Regions from separate parts of the Sus scrofa genome. Here all the other regions are linked to region 1. A link is a contact called in public HiChIP or PLAC-seq data. All regions are on one chromosome and are shown on one strand. Each heading gives the region's core, a stretch centred on a gene start, on an enhancer-like site or on the middle of the called end of the contact. The rest is flanking DNA. Distances are from core to core; before and after follow the strand shown.

What was found. HiChIP or PLAC-seq counts read pairs in DNA pulled down with a chosen protein or histone mark.
Region 2: an H3K27ac HiChIP or PLAC-seq map of skeletal muscle shows a contact between it and region 1. The contact joins two enhancer-like sites. A contact is called at or near these places in 1 of 47 Hi-C or Micro-C datasets (skeletal muscle) and 1 of 2 datasets of contacts at active chromatin or transcription factors (skeletal muscle).
Region 3: an H3K27ac HiChIP or PLAC-seq map of skeletal muscle shows a contact between it and region 1. The contact joins two enhancer-like sites. A contact is called at or near these places in 3 of 47 Hi-C or Micro-C datasets (psoas muscle and skeletal muscle) and 1 of 2 datasets of contacts at active chromatin or transcription factors (skeletal muscle).

The regions. Positions count from the first base shown.
Region 1 is chr1:241,020,350-241,023,059 of Sscrofa11.1, forward strand. No RefSeq gene overlaps it. Among named protein-coding and RNA genes, the nearest start is that of SEC61B, 37 kb to the left of the region's middle. Within about 2 kb of position 1,317, at least 9 of the 83 cell types and tissues checked have an H3K27ac peak or open chromatin away from gene starts, as enhancers often do. A contact at or near this core is called in skeletal muscle, where this site is marked.
Region 2 is chr1:241,225,760-241,228,469 of Sscrofa11.1, forward strand. The region is part of intron 4 of LOC106509214 (a long non-coding RNA gene); the gene reads right to left. Among named protein-coding and RNA genes, the nearest start is that of SEC61B, 240 kb to the left of the region's middle. Within about 2 kb of position 1,317, at least 1 of the 83 cell types and tissues checked has an H3K27ac peak or open chromatin away from gene starts, as enhancers often do. A contact at or near this core is called in skeletal muscle, where this site is marked.
Region 3 is chr1:241,198,461-241,201,170 of Sscrofa11.1, forward strand. All of the region lies in intron 4 of LOC106509214 (a long non-coding RNA gene), which reads right to left. Among named protein-coding and RNA genes, the nearest start is that of SEC61B, 210 kb to the left of the region's middle. Within about 2 kb of position 1,356, at least 3 of the 83 cell types and tissues checked have an H3K27ac peak or open chromatin away from gene starts, as enhancers often do. A contact at or near this core is called in skeletal muscle, where this site is marked.

The DNA of each region.
Region 1 (2,710 bases), core at 67-2,566:
AACAGGGCACCCCTGGGCTGGCAAGGAGAAAGGCTGCAGAGGGCTCTAATTGCAGCTTCCTCAAATGGACAGGCAGCTGGCTCTCAGGCAGTGGAGGAGGAAGGGGAGGGAAGCAGAGCCCTGGAATGTGTGATAGGACAAAAATAGAGGGCCCGGGGTTACTGTAGGCCAAGCTCCTTCCCAGGACAGGCTTGCAGGAAGCTCTGATTTAGGTGAGCCCACCTAGCCCTGTGCTGACTGCAGGGTGAGCCCCCTGGATGTTCCCAGGCTGTTCCCCTTCAGTGGTTGGAGCAGGGTTTCGAATGGTGTTTTCAAAGAGTCCATATTGTGGTCCTCAAGACTTTGGAATTCTCTTTATGCCTCCCTTTCCTTCTCTTCCCAGGGTCCTCTAGGGATGACTGGCTTTACTGGTCCATTGACTGGCCTTGACAGTGAGGGGAAATCAAGGACAAGGGAAGGATGACTAGAGAGGTCCAGTGAGGGCCTCCTGGTTAATTTTCATGAAAACGATGACGATAATTACACACACACCTTGTAGGATTGCTGAATGTATTTAAAAAGGCAACAGATATATGTGTTTTGTGCAATCCTCACTCTGTAAAGGGACTTACAGGTAGCACTCACCCTGTGAGGGCACCTGGTGGCTCCTAGTGATGTTCTCCTTGCGACCTGTCAGGGGCCAGAGTGAGGTCTGTCACCTCCATGCTCTGAAAGCATTTGTGGGTTTAAGAGCTGGACTGGAAAGCAGGCTGGATTTCAGTCCTGGCTTTAAGTTGCTGTGTGACCCAGGGTAAGCTCCTTCCCCTCTCTGGGTCTCCAATTTCTTTCCTGTTCCATGAAGGACTTGGGCTAGGAGATCTTTGAAGTCCTTGGCCCACAGAAGCTGGGGGATCTGGGCCATGGGTCAGGGTGCTCCTTTCTTGATGCTCTAGACTCTTTCTTTGGGGAAAGGCAGCTCTCTCCACTCCATCCTTTGCCGAGCTGGTCTGCTGGTTTCCTAGACAAGCCCAGGAATGCTGGGTATGGAGCTGTGGGTTCTGTGGTCAAGGCTGTAGGGCAGGTTCCGGGCCCAGTGTCTCAGTGCTGCATGCCTGGCCCCCTGGAAAGGGGCGCTGCCTGGATTGCTTTCAGTGTTCTTGCCCCACCTGCCCTGGACAGCCGGACCCATGTCCTCAAGTCACAGGGAGAGTTCAGCATGTCCTGCTGTGACACATGGCCAGAGGGCAGTAAAACTCAAGCCCTCCTGGTGGGCAGGTGATCCTCACGGAGCTAGCCAGGCCTGACTCAGCCCCAGCCTGCCAGCCCCTGAACCAGCTGTTCCCTCAGGCACTACACAGAAATCACGCCATGGGGGATGGCATCAGGCTGCAGGAAAGCGTGTCCCTGGCTCAGGGGCCAAGGAGAAGAATGCAGTATCAGCCTGGCACCAACTGGCCTGAAAGAACAGCTGACTCTCTGCAGGGAAAGCTGAGACAGAGTCCCAAGTTCAAGACTGGCTCGTAGCCCTAGGACAGGGATTGCTGATAGTCTGATTCAGTGCAAAGGAGAGAGCTGGACCAGACCCTCTCAGGCCAAGCACCTAATCCCCCCTCCACCTGACTGTGTGTGACCTTCATTTGATGCCTGACCCTTATTTGGGCCTCAGCTTCCCTGTCTGGGCTAAGTATTAAGGTCCTAAGGGAACAAATTTTGTGATGTCCTTACTTAAAATTTGGGGACTCCGTTCCCCCAGCCTTTAGTAGAAATGCTCCTGTGAAGACTGCGTGTCTGATATGTCACTATGTGCTGCCTGGGACAGTCTCCCTCTTCATCCAGGCTCCTCTTGCCTCACCACCTTCTAGTCTGAGCTGATACCCATTCTCCTGTTTTCTAGAAGGAAAATGACCTTCATTCTAGAGTGTAGGTAATGGCAATCTGGACATTTCAAGGTCTTATTGAAGAGGTTGAGACTGACCTTATTCTAGTTCCAGCTGTCACAGTGGGCTCTTGAGCATTTCTCTTCCCCACCTGGGCCTCAGTTTCCCTCTTGGTAGTGGGAAGTGTTTGAGTCAAGTGATCTTGAAAATTCTTTCCAGTTTGGCCTCAGGGTCTCTAATATCCCCCGGAAAATTAATTTTTTTTTTTTTTTTGGTCATTTGTCTCAAAATGATTAAAGCAATTGAGAAGCAAAACAACTTGGCTATAAACCAGCTCAGGAGGACAATAAGATGAGACCTCTTGCTCTAATGTGGGGGGGGGGAGGCAGTTAGAGAAATGCTGCACCACCCCCACTGGTAAAAAGAGGGAGGCAGCTTACTGTTCTAAAGTGATCTCTCTCACACACACTGGGGGAGGGAGGAGGTGCTGGGTCAGCAGGCGTGTCTGGAGAATGTTTGTCCCTGAAGGAAAGTCAGGCAGAAAAGTCCGCTTGGCACCAGGCCTTGCTGGGATTATCTTCATCATAGAGCCATAATTTATTTTTCCACAGACCTCGGGATCGTATAAGGGGATTCCAGAATCTTCATGTGAGCAGTGAGTACCAAGTATCCTGGGGCTGCCTGCCAGTAAGGCGACCTCTCTCAGTGTCTGCCGCCACCCGCCTGCTGATTGGGAGTTGGCTACTGCCCGGGGCCCTCAGGGCTCCTGGGTCACCTGAGAGACTTGTTAGGAAGCTGGTGTTCATCTCTTGGGTATTTGGGTGGAATCTTCTCTGTGGGGGTGTCAGCATACC
Region 2 (2,710 bases), core at 67-2,566, 210 kb after region 1:
TGATACTTCTTGTTGATTTGAATTTGGTCCTATTTTTCCATAACATGTTCCTTAGAAAAGATTCTATTATTCCAATAGAAGACATTTTCTTTTTCTTGCTTAGTGTTTTGTTTGTTTTTTACTGTTGTGAAAAGTCTGAGTTGCTTACAGCCAAAAAAAAGAAAAAAAAAAAAAAAGGATGAAATTTGCTATACGGACCAAGCCTGGCAATTTCTCCAGAAGTCAGAGAATCCTGGAAAGGTAGAAGGTCTTCTTAGAACAATCTCTGAAGAAAGCATGCTTACTACTGAGTGCACAGGGAGTACTTTGAGTAGAAAGGATCCTGGAAGCATCCTAGGGATACAGCATCCTCCAAGAAGATGCATGGCAGCTGTGGCCTCTGGAGATAGAGATGGATATGCTTAGGAAGGGCCAGGCCTAAAGGTGCCCTCAGACATGTGTAGGTGAGGAGACCTGCCACAAATAAGAGGTGTACCTCCTCTCCAATGGTCTGCTCTGAGAGGGACACTTAAAGAGGTACACTGACCACTCACTCACCTGTGCACCCTTGCCTAGACCCACCCACCTCACATCTTCTCTATGGGATGCAAGCAGATTTCTCTGCTTCTGAGGCATCTGGATGGTTTCATCTGGAAGCTACTACATGGCTCTAGGACCTTATTTCCTAAGTTTGCACATCACCTCAGCCAATCTTTATTGCTGGCCACAAAGCTTTGAAACAGAAGGCACAGGGATAAAGATTCAACTCCCAATTTACCTCTGCATTTTTTTTAATGGCCACTCACGGCATATGGAAGTTCCTGGGCCAGGGACTGAACTCGAATCCCAGATGTGACCTGCATCACAGCTGCAGCAGCTCCAGATCCTTTAACCCACTGCTGGGGCCTGGTCAAACCTGCACCTCCACAGCAACACGAGCTGCTGCAATATAATTTCTACAGAGGGAACTCCTACACTTATTTATTTACAGAGATATTCCTAATTAATCTTTTTGATAAAGGGGTAAACAGTCTCACAGTTTATAGAGTTTTTAAAAATGGAGTTAACATTCCTAGAACTTCAGAATAACAAAATATTAGAGATGGAAGGACATTTCAGCCCATTAATCCAACCTCCTTTGTTCAAAGCTGAGGGAAAAGGGATTTGGAGAAGAGAAGGGACTCTTCTCAGGTCTTCTCATTAATATCTTAGAAATCTGGGACCATGAACCAAGTCCTCTGACTCCCAGTCTAGTGCTCCTTCCACCTCTTGATCAATTTACAACCTGGAGCAGGAAATTTGACTATCCTTCTAATCTCCTCCCAACTTGTGCAGCTACAAAAATAGATACAATCTGGAAGCCCAGCCATGCCAAATATTGTGGCAGACTTCCCAGCCTCACTCTCCTCCTCCCCCAGCTGATGAGAAGTTGAAGCTCCATAACACTCTTGCTAGAAATGTGAAAATTATTTCTCTTTTATTCTTTCTTATATATAAATCCCACTGCCCAACCAGGATCAAAAACCACTCAGGATCCACTATTCAGAGAGGAGGGATCAGATAGATCATCAGATAAACAGAGGCCCCTGTTTAGATTCTATAAATTTAAATATATATAACAATTGCGAATATTTATATTTTAAAAAGACCTAGACTAGTGATGAAAAAAAAAACATGAGGTCTTCAAGGAAAACCTATGTGGCTGCATGAAGTCTTCCTATAAAGAGGAAAATCCAGAAAGAGGTTGGACTTATTTAAAAAGTAATTTCAAATTGTGACTGGACCTTAAGAGAGAAGCATCCTAGAAACAAAGACAAGAATCTTTGAACATAGATGGAAGATGAATTTGAGAAACTGTTTTTCTTCATGCTGATACTTGGCAGCATACAAGAAAGAATCTATGAAGATATACATACAAGGTTGTTCACTGCAGCATTATTTGTAATAGAAAGAAAAAGAAATAATCTAAATCTCCTTCCATATGAGACTAATTAGAACAAACTATGGGGCATCCATACTGAGGAATATCAGGCAGCTGTTTAAAAACAGAAGGTTAGGCTCTATGTTCTAACACAGAATTGCACCCAATGTACATCAAGATACTATGAAGTAACAAGTAAGTCATAGTATATATAGTTTGATTCCCATTTGATCTAATAGGAAATGTATATATTTGTGTGTGTACAGAAAATTTCTAGAATAATATGCAAGATTATTTGCTGAGAAATGCTAATAGGAAGAAAAGGAGAATGAGAAGCTTTTGTCATCTTTTATCCTTCTGATGTGAAAGTTTTATCATGAGCATAGATTCTTTCTAATATATTTTCTATAAACCACAAAAAATCTAATATTTTTTAAAACCACAAAAAATTATCTAGAATTTATTTTTCTCATATATTTTAATTTATTAATAACTCTTCTACAGCATAAAAAATAATGAGTATAAGCCAAGAGGTCTTCTTCAAATCCCTTTTTTTCCTTTCTTCTAAAGTCTTCAGCCCTTGGATGAAATTTATCTGCCCCATCCTTGCCATCACCTTGTGTAGCTTTGAAGGCTGCCTATGTAAAATTCCTCAATCACATGCTTTATTGGCCTCCTTCACATACCCCAGTTTCACTCTACATCAGCCACCAGCTTTTGGATACTTGATGGACGTTATTGCGATACCTAGAGCTAGAACCTGGACTTTCCTTTTTCTGGTCAGAGCCCAGAAAGCTAAGATCACAAAAG
Region 3 (2,710 bases), core at 106-2,605, 180 kb after region 1:
GGTTACAAACTGGACACTATAGTAAACAGGCTTTTTACCAAAGTCCAATGTAGTATTTTTAAATAAAAATCTGATGACATCACCTCCTTATTCTGCTGCCCTACTATGAATCTGCTTCCCATCTACAGCTCCAGCCCCCTCCTGTACTTTTTTCTCCTCCACTCTTTTGCATCATGTAACATCATTCACTTGCTCTCCCTCTGAAATCTGTCCCCTTGTACCTTTTGTTCTCTCTACCTGGAATGCTCTCTCTCCTCCACTCCCTTTGCTTGGCCAACCCCTCTTACACTCCAGGCTCAGTTTAAACATCACTTGTCAGAGGATGCTTTTTCTGAACATTCCATGTTTTACATTCATGCTATGTTCCTGCACTTGTTGTGTCAAACATTCTTTCACATTTGGTTAGCAGGTCCAACAATAACATCTTAATTTCTCTTCATGTTGTTATAATGTGGTTTGGATGACAAATAATGAATTCAAATTTACAACTGCAGTTTTCAAATGAATACTCTTCCATCTAGACTGGATACATTAGCTTCCAAGTACAAACACATCGTGAATTAATTTTGAAATATTGCATGTTTATGTCTGTTACAGATATTCATGCTAGAACATGTATAGTATATTGATGATATGTAAAACAAAAGGAAATCTGTTCTGGAAATCTGAATCATTAAGTTCACTGATGCATAGGTCAGTGCCTGGCATACAGAAGGTGCTCGGTAAATGTTTTGTTGAGCAAATGAATGATTGGTGTATCCTTGAGGTTTATGTTCCTACACAGTACAGTCCATTTATATCCAAATAAAAGGAAATTCAGAAATAGGAGGTTCTGTTCAGGTGGAAGGGAGAACAGCTCAAGATAAACCAGGGTGTTGATTCAAGTTGTTCCGTCAGCTTGCCTCGTTTTGTTTTCATACTTCCTGTTCATAGGTAACCACTTTGTAAACCTAGATGCAAAATGGAAGGCCTGTGAATTCCCACTAACAAGCTGTGTAAGGCATTCTCAGCATTTCTCCAGGCTGTCAGAGGGCTTAGATCAAGTGTTCTCACACATTGCCTAAGCTCTTCTCAGACATATTTGCTCCAGGCTTTTATCAACTGCCAGGAAATGAGCAGCTGTGAGTTCCAAACGTAACAGGTATGTAGAGCTGTCAGCATGTCCAGTTCTGATCAACTGGAGTTGCACTGGGGTCAGCTGTGTCTGATACCCCTCCCCTCTGACCAGAAGGACTCCGTGCAAGCTCCATGCTCCTGCTAAACGGGGGGATTACTGTGGAAGGCCCTCAGCCTGGGGACTTCCGCCAAGCAGTGCCTGGCTCCCCAACTGCACTAGCCCCCAGTGCCCTGTCATTCGAGATGACACGTGGGATTCCTAGGACAGGCTTAGCTCTGGTAGTCTTCACTGCCAGCAGCCCATGAGCTACACTAGATTAATTCTAATGTCTGTGTACTATTTAAAATGCAGTTGACACTGAATTTGTTTTACCTGGTTTTAAAAAATGAAGAATTTAATTAACTTTTTTTTTCTTTTCAGCTCTTTATGGCATTGAAAGTCAACTACTTTATGCTCAGGGAAGTTTTTCATTGTTTTAATAGCTTTCAGGTTGTGGCTAGGTCTTAGTTTTTGCATGTGGTGCCTTTTTTCAACTAATTACTTCTTATATGTGTTCAGACTCCTTTTTAACTTTAATCTGCCTTAGAGTGATATTACCATTTTATTTTTTAAATTTTATTAACTTCTATTTGGGTGGTTTTAAGCGTTTTCATAGGGTTGAGATTTCATTCTGCTACCTAGAATTATAGACTTTCAAAGCGGGGAAGGCCCCTGAGATCTTTGCTAAATCTCTTCTTAGGAGGTGAATAAACTGAGGTAAATATGTTAAAAGACTTGCTCAGATTCTCATAGCCAGAAGTAGAGCTGGGATGAGAAAACTCAGGCTTCCTAGCTCTCAGTTCAAAGGAATTTCCACTACAACTGCTTATTTTTTTAAGATATTTTTACAGACTAGTATTTTACTCTGAGAGTCATCACTAACACCTTTGATAAAAATACATATGCCAGCTTTCATGAAAAAGAAAAAGGCGGTGAAGCGTAACTACTGTTAATGCGATTTTGTCAAATCCTCACCCAAGTTCCAAGAAATGCCAATACCCATGTCAAACAGTCAATCAATGGTTAATTAGTATTAAGTCCTTCTATACATCAGGTACAACAACCGCCAAAATGTAGAAGCCCTTGGTTCTCATGATAGAGTCAGAGGAGATATGAAGTGTGACATCCTGGGAAGCATATCAATAATGTTGATAAACTAGACTTGATGGTGGATATTGGGGGACAGTGCAAGGAAGCCAGATATATTCAGATCTTGCATCGTAGGCTAAGAATAGCATAAAAAAATCTGATGCACTCTTTCAACTAGTAATACTGATAGGGTACAGGGAATTTAGTAAGCCCTTGCATTTTTGTTACAATAATGATAATGTTTTCATGGCATCTTACAGTTTGCAAAGCTCTTTCACATTTACAATCTCATTTAATTGTCACAATAAATATTTCAAATCAGTATCTTCCTTTTCAAAAAATGACACTGAGACTCTAAATCTCACAGCATATTTTTGGGAGAAATTAGATTTCAACCCAGCTTCTTTCCATTCAAAATCTCATGATATTTTCATTGTCATTTCTTTCTTTGTCACTTCTTTCTTC